2 separate regions of the Mus musculus genome follow, and region 2 is linked to region 1. Evidence: chromatin contacts called from public promoter capture Hi-C data. All regions are on one chromosome and are shown on one strand. The core of a region is the stretch at or near the end of the contact, and the rest is flanking DNA. Distances in the headings are between cores, read along the strand shown. Region 1 has its middle 11 kb from the start of Gm15691. Region 2 holds the start of Alkal2 (ALK and LTK ligand 2).

Region 1 (5,478 bases), core at 2,653-5,152:
CCTGTTTGGTACTCGTGGCCTCTCAGCTTTGGGGAATTTGAATGACTGAGGCAAGAGGTTAAGCGCTCTCCTCGTGCATCAAGATGGCAGGTGTTCCCAACCATTATCGCCCAGCAAATACCAGTTTTGCATAAGTTTCAGAAACAGATCATCTACAATATTTTGGCATGTCTTATGCTTTTGGAAAATCTTAGTTTAAATAAGTAAAACTGTGTACAGATTATACAAATAAGATGGATATAAAACCAATAATTAGAAAGACAAGCTTGCACACAATCATTACTTGCAAGCACATTTCCTAGCTGAACACGTTCCCGTCAGCCCCCAGCGTTTAGTTCCTTCCACTGGCTTCAATCATAGGAGTGAGAATTAAATTCTGATTTTTACTGCTTCCTGTGGTACAAGCTTCTGGTGTTTTGTGCTCTTTGATCACATGTCCTTGGCCCCATCTGGCCCATGGCCCTTCCTGACCCTACATCTCCTTATCACGGTGGGAGACCCAGAACAGACATATTGTGAAATTTGTTCTCTTAGTAGAATGTTCATAACATTTCTTCCAGAAAATAGTTTGGAACTCATATCCTTCCCTGTCTACCACTTGGTGAATTTTTGAAATATAGCTCACTAAAGTGCTTACTTTACTAAACCCCACGTTACGTGTCGAGGCGAAAAGCTTTACAGAAGATACCTGCAGACACCTGGGCTCTTTGGTGACTTGTGGATGTAGTGATTGATGGTGAGGGAGCCTGTAAGGCCCGCAGCATCTTCATCCTTTTTAGTGACCTTGAGGAACAAACTGAATCGGCTTCAGCAGCCAGTTCCAAGGGGACTCTCTTTGAAAGAAAAAAAGAATCAGACTAGCATATGCGTGCTCTGCCTTGTGACCACTGTTGGCTTTCCACACCACTTCAGATCTACCTTTGAACTCACATGGCCACACGATTCCTCCACAAAGCAGATTCTTTTTGAAGCTGGCCGAGGGTTGAGCTCAGAACTAGGAAGTCTTTATGGTTATCACTGTGTAAGGGACCCTTCCTTCCACTTGAAGTGCTATCCAGTTTGTTAAAGTCATGTAGGCATCTGGCAGTGTCTCAAATTTTCTTTTGATGTGCTTATGCGTTAAGGGCAGGGCACTCATGGTTTACAGTAAACTGAGTCAGAGGAGAGGTGATATAGCCTGTTTCCACATCTGCTCAGGTGGCACCTAAGTGGACCCAGGGCTCACCTAAATTGTTTTCCCTGACATTTGCAGAAGGAACACCAACGCCATCAGTTGAAACAGTTACCCCTAGAGACACAGAATGCACAAAGACTTTCCTTGTCATCCCAGAAGAAAGTGTGACTTTTCTCCTTCCAAATACCTTCACAAAGGGAAGCTTTACTTAAATACTATCAGATATATCCAGCTGTGGTGAATTAAAATCTACAATTATTTGAATAGAGACTTTATTTTTGATAAATTCGTCACTGTAAGGACAGTTAAAGAATGTTCTTTCTCTAAATTAAGCCCCCCCCCCATATTTAAAGAATACTGTCTCGCAGTAACATCTAACATCTAGGGTGTAAGTGGCGTCTCAGAAAATGATAGAGCAAGCTGGGTATAGGGATAATTTTCCAGAGCTAAGTCACAGCAGACACTGTTTTCCCAGTGTCTAAAATGTGTTGTTGGTTGGAGCTGCCAGTGCAGCAGGGTGCTCCTTCCTCACGGATGGCTGCTTAGTCCCAGCCAGCTCAACAATGTGCCATGCTGGGCTTTCTCAGGTGAGGGATTGCCAATTTTGAGGCTGCTCTGAGCTTGCCTAGTGGAACTGCTGCTGGCTCTTGACCTCAGTTTTCCACCTAGGAAAGGGTGGTCATCACATGTCACCAGATGAGCCTTCTGCAGTATCTTGAGACCATTGCAGCTGTTGGCCCCTAAACGGTCTCACCATCCCGGCAGCTGAGCTGAGCTTCCTCTCTGCCCTGTAAGTCTATGGTTCTCCTTTGACGCTGCTGATATTAGCTTACAGAAATCAAATCTCTAAGGGCTTCTGATGTCTGAGAAGAATGTGTCCTACTCTGCCGGGTCATCAATAGGAAGGTGTTCACCTCCTTACCCTCCCATCACCCATGTACCCCAAGATTAATGGGCCAGCCATTTGCTGCCTGGCATCACTGCTTAGGAAAACAGGTGCTCTGGGACTAAGGCACCCCTGACCTTGAGGCTCCCACTCCTGAAAACCTGAGGGATCCCACTGTGCTCAGGTTTGCTGACCCAGTTCCTCTCCTGCCCAAGGGTCTGTGGCTTGTGTGTTCCAGGTGGGGACAGCTGGCTCCTTGCAGACTACACCTCTATTTTAGTTCCTTTATGCTCCAATATGGGATACCCTCTAGCTCCCAAGGGGAGACTTACACCAGCTGGCCTAACTGGGCTAAGTCTATTGTCACCCTGGACTCTAATTCTAGAGCAAAGGTGGTGCTGGCTATTGGTGTTGGTATTGAGTGAGTGGGGTCATCTCCAGTGCACCCCACTGCATCCTGTGCTGTTTCTGTGGGGGATGAGGGTAAGGACAAAGGGGTAAGGGCTTCCCACCCAGGGAGAAGAAAGCTCCTTTGCATCAGGTTCGGGCTTTTGGGAGCAGGGAGCCTGTTTCTTCCCATTACTTCCTTGGCACCAGGCTTGTGGCTGCCACTTTTATACTCGGGGACATTTTAGTAAAAAGAAAAGAACACAGCACAATCTTCTACCCGGTCTCGCAGGATAGAGCAGACCATAGAAAGGGGACACAGGAGATCCAGGAGTGCTGTGTGCTGAGTGCTGTGTGCTGAGTGCTGTGTGCTGAGTCTGCGGGGACAAATGAATTGTTGTGAAGCATACCAGAGGGTCCGAGGCGCACTGCTGCTGCTGCCCCTGCATGGGTCAGGCTGGTGGGATGGACACAGGGAGGACAAACTTGTCACAGGGAGGAGGAGGAGGAGGAGGAGGAGGAGGAGGAGGAGGAGGAGGAGGAGGAGGAGAAGGAGGAGGTGGTGGAGGTGGTGGTGGTGGTGGTTAGGAGCAACTTTCCTAGGATGGAAGGCTAGCCGGGCTGAGCATTCAAGTTGCTATGACTGAGCCAGGGAGAGGAGGCTGAGAGGAAAGAAAGAGCCTGTACTGCACTCGCCACGAACTGCAACTCGCAACACCCACAGGTCAAGCGGGGCACCAGAGGTCTACACGTAGTCCCCAGGAACAGGTGGCAGTTATGATGCAGGTGACATTGCTCATGGGGTGGCTGTTTCACAGAACTAGCACCAGGATGATTTTAGTGTTGGGTTCTTGGCCACCTTGTTTTAGTCTCTCCTTTACTCTCAGCCAAACTCAAGGTGACCCCAAAGGAGGCACTTCCTGCTATCATGTAATTCCCTTGCATTTTCATGAACAAACCCGACACGCTGCTCATGCCTAACGGTCTCAATAGTCTACCACTGTCTGACTCCATGCTGGGTTTTCCTCTGTAGCTCTTGATAGTTTATTTCCACTCTTCTTATTGGACCGTAGAAACATACCCAGTGTTCCTGAACCTCTATAGTGTGCAGGAGGGTCATACATTTATTTAAGGCTTTTCCTATTTTAGGGTAGTAGGCCTGCCTGGAGCCACAAGATTTGCTGAAGGCACAGCAGAGAAACACATTCTGTGATTTGGACAACACGCTGGCCAAATACTGTGAAACTAGTGTTGGAGTCGAGGGAAGGGAACTCAGAGCTTACAGCTTCCGGCTTGAAACACTCGAGGATATTTTTGGAGCTTGGAGTCTAGCGTGAGGCAGACGCTGGGCATCTCTGCCATTCCTCGGCCCATCTGCCCCTGCAGGTGCATGGCAGGTGATAGTAGGAAGGAGTGAACAGGTGTGTACTCTCAGCATGTAGCTATGTGACTCTGGGGAAGCCATCAGCACAGCTAAGAGGATGTTGCAACAGCCACACGCAAGAGTCAGCTGTAAACCACGGTCTTCAGTTTCACAGATGAGTAAGAAACTAACCTTGTTTGTACAACTCTAATAACACCAAAAAAAATGAACCAAAATGGATGAAATGAAAAGGCTTCTGTGTGCAAGTCTCAAAACAACTCACTGGGATTTAAGAAAGTAAATGTTCCCAGCAAAGCCAATACAATGGCAAAAAATTCAGCAACTGTGAGATTCCCCTATATCTGACAGCAGGTGGCGCTGTGAGACAATGGACAGAGCAAAAGCCACCTCGCAGAAATCCTGGATGATGTAGTCTACCTATTTGACCTTTGTTCCTTTCCCCTAGACTCACCGCTGTCCTTCACCTTTTGGCCCTGGAAGGCTCTAGGAGTTCTATTCAAATGTCATGGGATAGGAGCAGTCAAGAAGGTACCAAGTTGTCATGGGTTGTAAGCGATGGGATTAAAAGCTACCTGTCAGAGGGAAGGCACTGGGATAATCTCAGTGGGTAAAGAGAGCATCATGGTTTGAAATGTAGGTGTCCCCGAAGGTCAGGCTAAAGGCTTGTGCCCAGGGCAACAGCAATGGGGATGTTGAGAACTTTCATCTTAGTTTTTAAAATTTAGCTTGTAAATGAAGTAGTTTTCTAATTATTTTCCCTTGTTATTAAAAATAGATTATTTTCTCATACACTATGACCAGTTTATAGTTTATAGTTCCATCCCTTTTCTCCTCCCAGTTCCTCTCCACCCCCTCTTCCATTCAGATCCACTTTCTTTCTGTCTCTCATTAGAAAATAGCAGGCTTCTAAGAGATAATAAGAAAACACAACAACATAAAATGAAATATGATAAAAAACCACCATGATGAAGTCGGACAAGACAAATGGACAGAAGGAAAAGAACATGGGAGCAAGCACAGAACTCAGAGACTGCTCATGCAAACACACACACACACACACACACACACACACACACACACACAGAGAGAGAGAGAGAGAGAGAGAGAGAGATCCTATAAAAATGAGAAGTCCCATAAAAATACTTGAAAAAATATTAACTTGAAGTTAGCAATGGTGATAACCTCTGGGAATTCTTTTATTGTTCAGGATTGGTTTTAGCTGTCCTGGCTTTGTTTATTTGTTTGTTTTGATTTTGTTTTTTGTTTTGTTTTTATTTTCCATATGAAACTGAGAATTGTCCTTTCAGATCTTTGAAGAGGTGTGTTGAAACTCTGATGACGACTGCATTGAATCTGTTGATTGCTTTTGGTAAGATGGCCATTTTTACTATGTTAATCCCAGTGGTCCATGAACACGGAAGATCTTTCCATCTTTAGATATCTCCTTCGATTTCTTTCTTCGAAGACTTGAAGTTTTTATCATAAAAGTCTCTCACTTGCTTGGTTAGAGCCACCCCAAGGTATTTTGTATTATTTGTGAATTTGTATTATTTGTGCACAGTTGTGATAGGCATTGTTTTCCTGGTTTCTTTCTCAGACCATTTGCCGTTTGTATGTAGGAGGTATACCGACTTTTGTGCATCAATC
Region 2 (5,676 bases), core at 2,941-5,440, 830 kb after region 1:
TTTCGGGGAAGATGGGGGTGTCTAACAGCAAATTCCTTTTATTTATACTGAATTTAATATCACCTGTGGTAGACTAGCAGCCCAAGATCTATATGCCTAATGACCGACAGCAGGCCCGACTCTTCTGAAATTCTACTTATCTACTTCACTTCCACTCGGGACTAAATCGTGGATTCAAAGCAGACATAACATCCCAGAGAAGAGGACCTTGAACAGCTATACCTGGTACCCCTCTTAATAAGAGTGAGTGAAAGCACAGTGTGTATGAGACCGTTACCATCCATTGCTCTGTCAGAAGAGTTAAACTGTCAAAGCCCAAACCTTCAGAGCTTGATATGTGAGAGTATTATAGCACTTCGCAGATCTCTACCTGACCCTGCATCATTCTCTGTGTTACTTGTAACCAGGATATTTTACCTTCTGTAGAAAATATAAGAAATGTAAGTAGTTTGGTATTGCTCCTGAACACACAAAATGCTATTGGGCTCAGATATACCTATAGACTAGTTTAGCTGTTCAAATGTTTTTTATACCACAGATGGGCTTTTTTTTTTAATGTTGAAGATCAGTATATACATACAAATGTTGTCATAGAAAGATGGCAGGTTGAAGTATCCAAAGGGAGATACTATAGTGATTTTGAGACTTTCTCCCCAGCTTGGCTGTATAACACCAATAAGAAAGCACGCCCTCCCCTCAAGCCTTTCCAGCATGGAACATTCTAGAACTTCACCTTAGTTATGGGGAAATATTGAACAGGGGCACACCCGTCATAGTATCAAGTATCTTAGTAGAAAACTTTGGCTCATAGGTCTTCCCATGGTACAAAATAAGGCATCAAAGAATGGGAAGACGGAAAGGACTTACACAGTTTTACACATGAGGTAGAAAGACACTTAGAATTCTGTACAGATGCCATTCCTGAATTCTTAGAGAGCTATATTACTACATTTTTGTTAGAAAGATTGGACCAGTAATATGAGGTAATAAGAACCTCCTAAAATATTTATACAGTTTCTAGTACATTCTTAGCATACTATTTTATATTGACAGTAAAATCAACAGACTTTCTATATTTTCTTGTAGTCCATAAAGGTATTGTTTATGAAAGATGACTGTTCATCTTTCTAATGATATTACTGTTAAGTAGCTAATATACTGTAAACAAATATGATTATTCATTTTAAGACATGCTGTTTATACTTAAATGTATTATATGCATTACCATGAAGAAAGAGAGAGTTTAAAGTAGTGATTCTCAACTTTTTAAAGGCTGTGACCCTTTAACACAGCATGTTGTGGAGATCCCCTAACCATAAAATAACTTTTGTTGATATTTCATAACTGTAATTTTGCTATTGTTATGAATCATAATGTAAATATCTGTGTTCTCTGGTGGTCTTTGTGTTGGTTAAATTTTTTGTCAGTTTAATACAAGCTAGAGTTATCTAGGAAAAAGTACCTTGATTGAGAAAAATGCCTCCATCAGGTTGCCTGTGGGCAAGTCTGTATGGTATTGATTGATGACTAATGTCCAGCCCACTGGAGACAGTGCCACCCGTGAATAGGTGATCCTGAGTTTTATAAGAAAGCAGGCTGAGCAAGTCATGTGGAACAAGACAGTAAGCAGCAGCCCTCCATGGCCTCTGCTTCATTTCCTGCCTCCCAGTTCCTGCTCTGAGTTCCTGCCTTGGTTTCCCTCAGTTGACTGAAACTAGGGATACAGAAGCCAAATAAACCCTGTTCTTCCCAAGGTGATTTTGGTCATAGTTTTTGTCACAGCAATAGGAAAGTAAACCAGGACAAGCTAGAATATAGTTTCTTCCTATTTTTCTCTTTTTAGCTCATGAAATCCTTGGCAATAGACAGTTGCTCATTTAGTAAAAAAAGGAGTATATAAATTTAATAACTTTTCCTTCCCCCCATATAGATGCTAAACTAATAGAAATGACTTCAAGAGAATTACCTTAAACTTTTTGTAGGAATTTGTTTGTTGTTATTGGTGATACTGTAAAATTGTATAGTTTTAGATTAGGAACAATGTCCAATAATCATATAGGCTGACTTTATGTAAAGAGAACTGGGGTGACCGAGTAATATTCCAATCTATATTCAAAAATCCTTGTGAACTTGCATGTATGGTCTTGAAATCAGCCTTTGCTACCAAAAAAGACCCACCATTCTGGTAAGCAGAGAACTCCACAGAATTCATCTTGACATCATATAAAAGCTGAATATGCACAAATAGTGAATACGTCCCTTCAAACAAGTATTTAAAGTCTGGAAATGTTTATATTATATGAAATGAGGAATGCTTGGAGTCTTTTGACCATACAACTTTGCAAGATTAAACAGACACGTAAATTGTCTGATCTTTGATTGTCAGATTTCATGTCCAAAAACCAACCAGACACACATTTCCTCTATTGTTTGTGCACATAACTATCTCTGTAGTGCACTGAGTTAAGCACAATACAATTGGGTGATGGAGAGGAGTCCCACAAGGACTCTTTTTGTCTCACTGACAACCAGAAAGACCACAGAGGGATCATTTCATCACTAGCACTTGCTGTGCTGGTAGAATGTGAAGGGGTGGGTTCCGTTCCATTGCTGTTATTTGTCTTATTTCATCTTCAAACTTGAAGCTTTTGATTCTGTGAAGCGCTGTTTTAAACAGGTCTAGGTAAATCTAAAACAGTTTGGGATTAAGCAAAATATGATCACAATAACCTAGAAACTCTCCAAGTCACCATTGCACGGTGATTAGTGGTGCATAGATGTGCAGATACCAGAGTATGGTGGATGCTGACCTGCTAAAGGAGAAAGCAGATGGACAGTTGGACTCCCTATTGCCAGAAGAACTTCACGTCCCTTCTTACAGGGATAGAGAAAAGGAGGGAAGGAGAAGTATCCCATCTTATCTGCTTGAGATCTGTTTCTCAGGAAATCTTCCTTCGTCTTGCAATGCATTTCATCAGGATCCTATGTCTTTCAACTATATTGCATGCAACAAAACTAAATAAACTGGGGGGGGGAGCCCTAAACTAAAGCTAAAACAAACAAACAAACAAAAAACCCAAATTTGAAAATCAAATTGTTAGGGTCTCCCATAGCTCGTGGTCCCACTCTACCAGGCACTTGATCTGCTAGGGAAAGAAAACCAGTGAAAGGAGGGAGAAGGTGGTGGAGAGGGGAAATGGAGTTAGAAGTCAAGAACCGTGCAGAGCAGGGGCTGGCACACAGTGATCCCTTGCTCACCCTTGGCCAGTGCAGGTGCGCACCTGTAAGGCACTGCATCTTCGCAGCAGCCTGAGCAACTGCGGGTTAAAGATCAAGGCTTTTAATGCTTGCCTTCTCCCTTTCCGATGCTGTACTAAGAACACCTTTCCCCGATGTGATCGCCGACTTGGAGGACTTCCAGCTCCTGCCCAGAAAGCACCAATGAAATGGGAAACTGTGCAGTTGGTAATACTTATCACAAGAGGGAAAAAAAAAAAATCAGGCAAGTAAATTGCTGAGCCCTTGCAAATGTGCCTGGCTATTTCCAAAAGATCAAACTTTCTTAAAGATGCAGCTTTGAGTGGCAAGAGCTCTGGAGCCAACCAGGCCCCGGGTCCAGCGTGGTACAGCAGTGTCACTGCTCTAAGAACCTTCGTAGGCTGCTTGGGTCCCTCCAAGTGAGGGGCTTTCTGCAGGGCGCTCCTGCTCCCATCATCCTCTTCAGAACCAGAAACCTGCCTGTATTCAGCAGAACCCTTCTTCAGAAAGTCCAGACTCTAGATGACACTCAATGTTGAGGCAATCAAGCAGCTCCTTTTAAATAGCCCAAGATCTACATTTAGACAAAAACAGATCCCAGTTCCCGGTAAAGGCGTTTCTGCTCATCCTGTCACTTGTGACAGGAACGGAGGGAAACAGACTGCGGGAGAGGGAGACAGGAGAGGCAGAGGAAGGACAAGAGAGGGGGAGACCAGACGCGGGTGGAGACGTGAGGGAGGGGCGGAGACTGAAGACTGGGCCTGGAGGGGACAGGGGAGGGGATGAGAGAGCGAGAGGCGGAGGGGCCTGACGAATATCCGCGCCCCAGAGCGGCGCTCCGTGGTTCTAATTAAAGCGGCGCTCGGAACCCGGGGGACCCGCCTGACGTCGGCGGCCGCGGGAATAAGAAGCGCCCGAGGACAGCGGGACTCGGAGCAGCAGGGTGAGCGCTGTCCCCGTAGGAGCTGCGCGTCCTGTGTCCCTGCGCTGGACAAGTGGGGCTGGAGCTCATCAAGTAGTGTCGGGACTGGGGGACCGAGGAGCGCGGCAGACGCGGGACCTCTGGTGATCAGGTGCCCGAGGACGACGCGGGATCCACGGCGTGGGCGCAGGTGCCCGAGGGCAGTGCGGGGCCCACCGCTGGCAGGTGCCCGGACCTCTCAAGTCCAGGGCTGCCCATCTGCTCCGCGGCTCCGGACCTCGGCAGCCCCCGGGGCGTCACCTGTGGCCTCGCATCTCAAAGAGGTGTCCAAAGACCCCGCGCGCCGTCCCCGCTGTGAAAGAAAGTTGTGCGGCGGGCTCAGGCTGCGCCTGGACTCCGCGTGCGGGAAACTTGGGCGCCGGCTGCTGGGGCGGCGGGTCCCAAGACCCGCGACACAGGCCACCAGGGCCATGCGCGTGTCCGGGCGCCCGATGCTCCTTGCGCTGCTGCTACTGCTGAGCACGGTGGGGGACCGGGGACGAGCGCAGTCCAGGGGGCCTGCAGACCGGCAAACGCTGCTGAGGTTGCTAGTTGAGCTGGTCCAGGAGCTGAAGAAATTCCACATAGGAGACTCCAAGAGGTTGCAGCTCCTTGGCGAGTCCGACTTTGCCCTGGGCCGCAGAGAGGCCACGGATTATGGGGCAGACCAAGAGGAGCAGAGAGTGGGTGAGTGTTCCTCGGTGTAGAACTGGTGGAGGGCTTAGAGTGGGTGAGAATCCAGCAGTGTAGACCATAATATGAAAGAGAGTAAGGGGCGGGGGGTTCTGGCAGCGTAGATTTTGAAAGGCAGAAAGTCTCAAGAGGTGAGTATCTGGCAGCGTAGACTGTGGGGTCAGAGTGTAGAAGAGGGAGCCGTAGCAGTGTGTATCTGAGGAACAGAGTGGAGGAGTGTCCCGCAGCAGTGTAGACCACAAAGTACAGAAAGTTAATAAAATTGAGCTGTGGCAAGAATGGACCAGTGGAAAGTGGATGAGGATCCGGGCAGTGTAGACTATGAGGAACAGAAAGTGAGTATCCCAACAGTGTAGATCTGAGGGGGAGAGAGTTGGTAATTGGTGGGTGTCCAACAGTGCCAACCTACAAGGTAGAGAGTGAATGAGGGCCAAGGCTTTGGACCACGAGGACTGGAAGGGGTGGGGTCCTGAACACGTAAACAGAATTGATGAGACTGAGTCTTGACATATGGACCTGAGAAACCAAGGATGTTTGATTGCCCAGCAATATGACCTGAAGAGTGAGTGGGGTCCTGTCACTGTGGGCCCCAAAAGAGTTCTAGCCACACTGTGTACTGAGGAGCAAAAGTGGGTCTTGACAATATGGATGGAAGGGCTAACTTCCGTGTCTGAAAGACATATTAATATTTTTAAGAACTGCTTCTCAGAAACACAGGTTTAAAGATAAATCAACTTTAAATTTTAACAGGGTTTGTGTGTGTG

Evidence for each region. Promoter capture Hi-C pulls out the DNA fragments that hold promoters and counts their contacts.
Region 2: a contact with region 1 is called in a promoter capture Hi-C map of hippocampal neurons, with 6 times the contacts expected there. The contact joins the promoter of Alkal2 here to the enhancer-like site in region 1. A contact is called at or near these places in 15 of 39 promoter capture datasets (the 3T3-L1 cell line, the C10 cell line, cranial neural crest and 9 more), 2 of 15 datasets of contacts at CTCF or cohesin (large pre-B cells and pro-B cells), 39 of 484 Hi-C or Micro-C datasets (B cells, brain, cardiomyocytes and 21 more), 7 of 115 datasets of contacts at active chromatin or transcription factors (astrocytes, craniofacial prominence, embryonic forebrain and 4 more) and 1 of 9 other capture datasets (embryonic stem cells).

Annotation. Positions count from the first base shown.
Region 1 is chr12:30,046,204-30,051,681 of GRCm38.p6, forward strand. No RefSeq gene overlaps it. Among named protein-coding and RNA genes, the nearest start is that of Gm15691, 11 kb to the right of the region's middle. Within about 2 kb of position 3,903, at least 3 of the 459 cell types and tissues checked have an H3K27ac peak or open chromatin away from gene starts, as enhancers often do. A contact at or near this core is called in hippocampal neurons, where this site is marked.
Region 2 is chr12:30,880,134-30,885,809 of GRCm38.p6, forward strand. It overlaps Alkal2 (ALK and LTK ligand 2), which reads left to right and starts at 4,191. Exons shown (of 5, transcript NM_001159743.2): 1 at 4,191-4,906. The coding sequence starts at 4,651.